Linked DNA regions of Sus scrofa: region 2 is linked to region 1. Evidence: chromatin contacts called from public HiChIP or PLAC-seq data. All regions are on one chromosome and are shown on one strand. Each heading gives the region's core, a stretch centred on a gene start, on an enhancer-like site or on the middle of the called end of the contact. The rest is flanking DNA. Distances are from core to core; before and after follow the strand shown.

What was found. HiChIP or PLAC-seq counts read pairs in DNA pulled down with a chosen protein or histone mark.
Region 2: an H3K27ac HiChIP or PLAC-seq map of alveolar macrophages shows a contact between it and region 1. The contact joins two enhancer-like sites. A contact is called at or near these places in 3 of 47 Hi-C or Micro-C datasets (embryonic fibroblasts, liver and skeletal muscle) and 1 of 2 datasets of contacts at active chromatin or transcription factors (alveolar macrophages).

What each region holds. Positions count from the first base shown.
Region 1 is chr13:21,638,584-21,641,283 of Sscrofa11.1, forward strand. It overlaps LOC100737115. Among named protein-coding and RNA genes, the nearest start is that of LRRFIP2, 27 kb to the right of the region's middle. Within about 2 kb of position 1,333, at least 1 of the 83 cell types and tissues checked has an H3K27ac peak or open chromatin away from gene starts, as enhancers often do. A contact at or near this core is called in alveolar macrophages, where this site is marked.
Region 2 is chr13:21,777,764-21,780,485 of Sscrofa11.1, forward strand. LRRFIP2 (leucine-rich repeat flightless-interacting protein 2) reads left to right here. Exons shown (of 29, transcript XM_021071626.1): 23 at 1,031-1,132; 24 at 1,416-1,548. Among named protein-coding and RNA genes, the nearest start is that of MLH1, 99 kb to the right of the region's middle. Within about 2 kb of position 1,403, at least 3 of the 83 cell types and tissues checked have an H3K27ac peak or open chromatin away from gene starts, as enhancers often do. A contact at or near this core is called in alveolar macrophages, where this site is marked.

The sequences.
Region 1 (2,700 bases), core at 83-2,582:
AAATACATTGAATATTAGTTGAATATGTTCCCTAAATTAATCTCAGACATCTTCTACCTCCTGTCAAGCTACTCAAGGCTCAGAGCTATGCTGGTATTCTTGAGTTTTCAGCCTTGATCACACAGTACTGTCCCCTTAACTACCTGGGAACCAGGCTGTCTCCTTCTCTCAGACTCAATTTTCTGTTAGACCTTGGCTGACTCTCCTGAGCCCTGGCCTCAGGCCTGCTCGTAGCCATTTTTTTAAAGCTTGAAACTCGGCATTTATTATCATCACATCAGGTAAGTTTTATGTGAACACAAAGATTTGAAGATGCCGATCTAGTTCATTCCATCTTTTTTACAATTAAGAAATTTAGGATCAGGAGTTCATGTCATGGCTCAGCAGGTTACAAACCCGACTAGTATCCATGAGGATGTGGATTCAATCCTTGGCCCCACTCAGTGGGTTAAGGATCTGGCTTTGCCATGAGCTGTGGTGTAGGTTGCACACGCCGCTCGGTTCCCTCATTGCTATGGCTGTGGTGTAGGCTGGCAGCTGCTGCTCCGATTTGACCCCTAGCCTGGGTCCCTATGCTGCAAGTACAGCCTTAAAAAGCAAAAGAGAGAGAGAGAGAGAGAGAGAGAGAGAGAGAGAGAGAGAAACTTAGGTTCAAAGATGATACTGAGCAACCTGTATGAGGTGCACAGCTTTCACTTGAATTTGCACCAGAATTTGGATCTCTCACATGACCCACCCAGTTCTCTAGTTCTGACTTCAGCCCTAAGGAGTGACCTTAGATAAAGGAGTTTAAAACCACTCTGGACGTCAGTTTCTTTTTTTTTTTTTTTTTTCCGTATCATGATTTTTTTAAAGTATAGTTGACTTGCAATGTTGTATTATTTTCTGCTGTACAGCAAAGTGACTCAGTCATAAAATATTTCCTTTCTTATATAATCTTCCATCATGGCCTACCCCAAGAAACTGGATATAGTTCCCTGTCCTATAGAGTAGGACCTTGTCTATCCATTCTAAATGTAATAGTTTGTGTCTACTAACCCCACATTCCCTCCCCATTCCTGTCCTTCCCCCCTCCACATTGGCAACCCAAGTCTGTTCTCTCTGTGAGTCTATTTCTGTTTTGTAGATAGGTTCATTTATACCATATTTTAGATTCCACAAATAAGTTATATCGTATGGTATTTGTCTTCGTGACTTAGTGTGATCATCTCTAGTTGCATTCATGTTGCTACAAATGACATCATTTCATTCTTTTTCTCTTTTTTTTTCTTTGTGGTCTTTTTAGAGCCACACCCATGGCATTTGGAGGTTTTCAGGCTAGGGGTCAATTCAGAGCTGTAGGCACTGGCCTATGCCACAGTCACAGCAACGTCATATCCGAGCCTCGTCTGCAACCTACACCACAGCTCACCACAATGCCGGATCCTTAACCCACTGAGCAAGGACAGGGATTGAACCGGCAACCTCATGGTTCCTAGTCAGATTCATTTCTGCTGTGCCACGATGGGAACTCTGATACATATGTATTTATTGCCATTTTAAACCTTGTTTTTCAGTTGATTCTGTGTTTCATCTTTGTTCCTTTTTCTTTTTGTGGTTTGAAGTCTTCCTTTTCTTTTATGCTTTTGTTCTCTTCTTTTTGGTTTTTGTGAATCTGTTTTATGTTTTTGACTTGTGTTTGCCCTTTCAAGTCTATTAACCCCTTCCTTTATCTGCTTACTTTAGACCGATAGTCATCCAGGCTTAAACATATTCTGGGGGGAAAAATAATACATTTTCAGAGTTCCCGTCGTAGTGCAGTGGTTAACGAATCCGACTAGGAACCACGAGGTTGCGGGTTCGATCCCTGCCCTTGCTCAGTGGGTTAACGATCCGGCGTTGCCGTGAGCTGTGGTGTAGGTTGCAGACGCGGCTCGGATCCCGCATTGCTGTGGCTCTGGCGTAGGCCGGTGGCTACAGCTCTGATTCGACCCCTAGCCTGGGAACCTCCATATGCTGCAGGAGCGGCCCAAGAAATGGCAAAAAGACAAAAAAAAAAAAGAAAGAAAGAAATTGTATTAACTCCATAAGTTTCTTTAATTGTTCCTTTCCATCCTCAGACTTTGAAAAAAAAATAATAATACATTTTCTTCCTCTCCTTTCCCACACTTCATGAACTTTACGACCCTTTTACATCTTTATCCTTTTGCGCTTCCTTGTGTTTATCAATACTTTCACAGATAGGTTTTTTGGTTTGTTTGTTGTTTGTTTGTGATCCGTATACTGGCTAATTTAAGTGATTGACTTTCCAATTATGATTTCCTCCTTCCCGTATCTTCTTGCTTCTTTTCTATCTAGAGAAGACCTTTCATTATTTCTTTTAGGATAGGTTTAGCATTGCTGTATTCTTTTAGTTTTTGCTTGACTGAGAAATTATTTATTTCTCCTCCTATCCTAAATGATAATCTTGCTGTGTGGAGAAGTCTAGGTTGAAGATTTTTCCGTTTCAAGACTTTGAATATATTTTGCTATTCCCCTCTGGCCTGCAGCATTTCTGTAGAGATATTAGCTGATGGCCTTATGGGGGGAGGAGGGTTTCCCTTGTAATTAACTCTTTGTTTTTCCTCTTGTTGCCTTTAGAATAATTTTTGCCATTTTTATTATATTATGTGATTTTTTTTTTTAATGACTGCACCTGTGGCACATGGAATTTCCCAGGCT
Region 2 (2,722 bases), core at 153-2,652, 140 kb after region 1:
GGGTTTTGAAGTCCAGGGTATTTTATTCCAGAGTAACAGTTTGTCAGCACTAGCCAGATGTGAGTTCCTGCCTCTGCACTGCTGTCCTGAGCCCTGTCAGTTGAGATCTAGGCAATGGCAGGGAGTGTACAAATGGCTTTTTCTGAGCCTTCTTGTGTGTTAACACTCCGCGAGCAGTGCTTTCTGATAAGCACTCCTTTCAGCCTGTGCCCTGTTATTATCCCTTCTGTTTTTGTGAGGAAACTGAGGCCTAGGTAAGTTAATAGGTGTCAGGACTCGGAAGCCTGATTCCAAAACCCATGTTCTGCTGTCTTCCATAGGTGGGCTGTGTTTGTTTGGTCATTATTTTTGTTTTTCACATTTTAAAGGTTGTATCAGAAAATCAGATCACCCTGAGTTGCATTTAATTAAATTAACAAAAACAGATCCTTGAGAATTGGAAGGGGGGTTAGCTGTTTTTAATTATGTGGTATTTTAGGAATATTTTACCGTACTACTTAGAGAACAATTACTACAGCTAACATTTAATTAAAATACTTTGTGTATATATATCTATGTATACTGGTTTTCTTCTAGGGCCAATTTTTATTTTTTTAAAAAACAAGTAATATTCTTGAATAAACTAGTTTAACATGAAATGTGGGGTTTTTTGGTCTACCAAATAAAGCATGCTTAGGAGGTTAGTAAGGAAGATTTTTATTTTAATATTACTGCTGTCTTCATCTTCTTTTTCTTTTTCTTTTTTTTTTCTTTCATTGACTGGAAAAGAAAGATTTGTTTTCTTGCCTGATATGATAAGCATGTTTTGCCAAATTTATGCACGATTAACCAGTTTCTATTAAAACTCTCTTCTGGAGTTAGATATCCATATAACTTCGTATTTCCTCCCATATCTAACCGCTTGCTTCCAAGCTTTTAACTCTTCGTCTTTTATGCCCTTATCTTTTTACATTTAAATCAGGTACTTCTCTGCTCCCTTTCACTTGCTCTTTTTCTGTCATTCTTTCTCTTGCTACCCTGTCTAAACCAGGCCCTAGAGAAACAGAAAGAATACATTGGCTGCCTCAGGAATGAGCGGGATACGCTCAGAGAGGAGCTGGCCGGCCTGAAGGAGGCAGCGAAGACGGGAGAGGTACGTTCGCCTCACCCGAGGCCAGGCCCTCACTGCTTTGTTCTTCCTTCCTCCCTCCCATCCTGTCAGCTTTCTAGCCTGAGTACCAACCACAGTGCTCATTCTCCAGCCCAAATGTGGTGGGTGTAAGTCCTCTCTCTATAAGGGCTAGATTCCCTGTAGCTAGTCCTGACCAGGTTCTGCCTGTGGCAAGCACATGCCATGCGTGACAGGGTCACCTCGCTGCTGCATGCTGCTTCCCTGTGGGCCGTCTTATGTGATGATGGTTTGTTCTTCCCCACAGAAACATGGCTTAGTCATCATCCCCGATGGCACACCCAATGGCGATGTCCACCACGAGCCAGTGGTCGGAGCTATCACTGTCGTGTCTCAGGAAGCCGCTCAGGTCCTAGAGTCAGCAGGAGAAGGGCCACTAGGTGAGATCCCAGCTGCTGCGCAGACTTGAAGTAATGTCATCCTCTTGGATTTGCAGCCTGTTCACACCCTTTCTTGGAAAACAAAAACAAACCTGGACTGTCTGAGCCTTATCTCCATCCCAAACAGGAAGAAATGTGGACAGACTGTCTTCAGATGTCTTTGGCCTTGGGAAACCAACATCTGGTTCATTGTCAGCCAGTCAATGTAACTATAAGGTCCCTGGTTGGAAGCACTGGGTGTATATAACATACTGCTTTCTCTTTTTCTTTCTTTTTTTTTTTTTTTGGTCTTTTGTGTCCATTTAGGGCTGCACCCGCAGCATATGACGGTTCCCAGGGAAGGGGTCCAATCGGAGCTGTAGCTGCCAGCCTACGCCACAGCCACAGCAACATGGGATCCAAGCCACATCTGCGACCTACACCACAGCTCACGGCAACCCTGGATCCTTAACCCACTGAGTGAGGCCAGGGATCAAACCTGCAACCTCATGGTTCCTAGTCGGATTCATTTCCACTGCACCATGGTGGGAATTCCTGCTTTTTCACTTATATACAACCTTCTGCAAAGAGAGAATCCAGCACATCCACCCAAGAGAACCAGTGGGCTGATAGGTGACTTCTGGAGTATGTTTTAAGTTTGTTCTTCCTGGAGCATCTGGTTTTCTGTTCTACTTATCCCAGGATTCTGTAGCTCTTTTCCACTGCATTTCTTAAGGCCAGAAACAGATGACTAAGGAGAGCTCAGAGGAGTTTTATTCCATAGCAGGTCTTCTGAGCCTCTTAAGGTCTAAGCCTCTTACATTTAACCCTTTGAGAACTATTGACAGCTCTTTCAGGAAATCACCCAGATGCCCATCCTCGCCTCCAATAAGAATCCTGTTCTAGAGAAGAATGGTACAGGTAGATAGTGTATAATCAGCTCACTTTTATATTAAAAAGAACAATCTTTTTTTCCTTCTTCAAGTCTTTTTTCATATACTTGTAGGTTTCCTAGAGGAATGGATGTACCATGAGTGGGGTTGGGGGACAACCAAAACACTTAACTAATTAAAGGCATGTTCTCTAACGTATGGAATTCTAGAAGTGTAACCATGGAGCATGTTGATAGATCAGAGGATGCTGGCGAGGCGAGCGGGAGTGGCTGTGGCAAAAGAACTGAGTGCACGGCCATGGG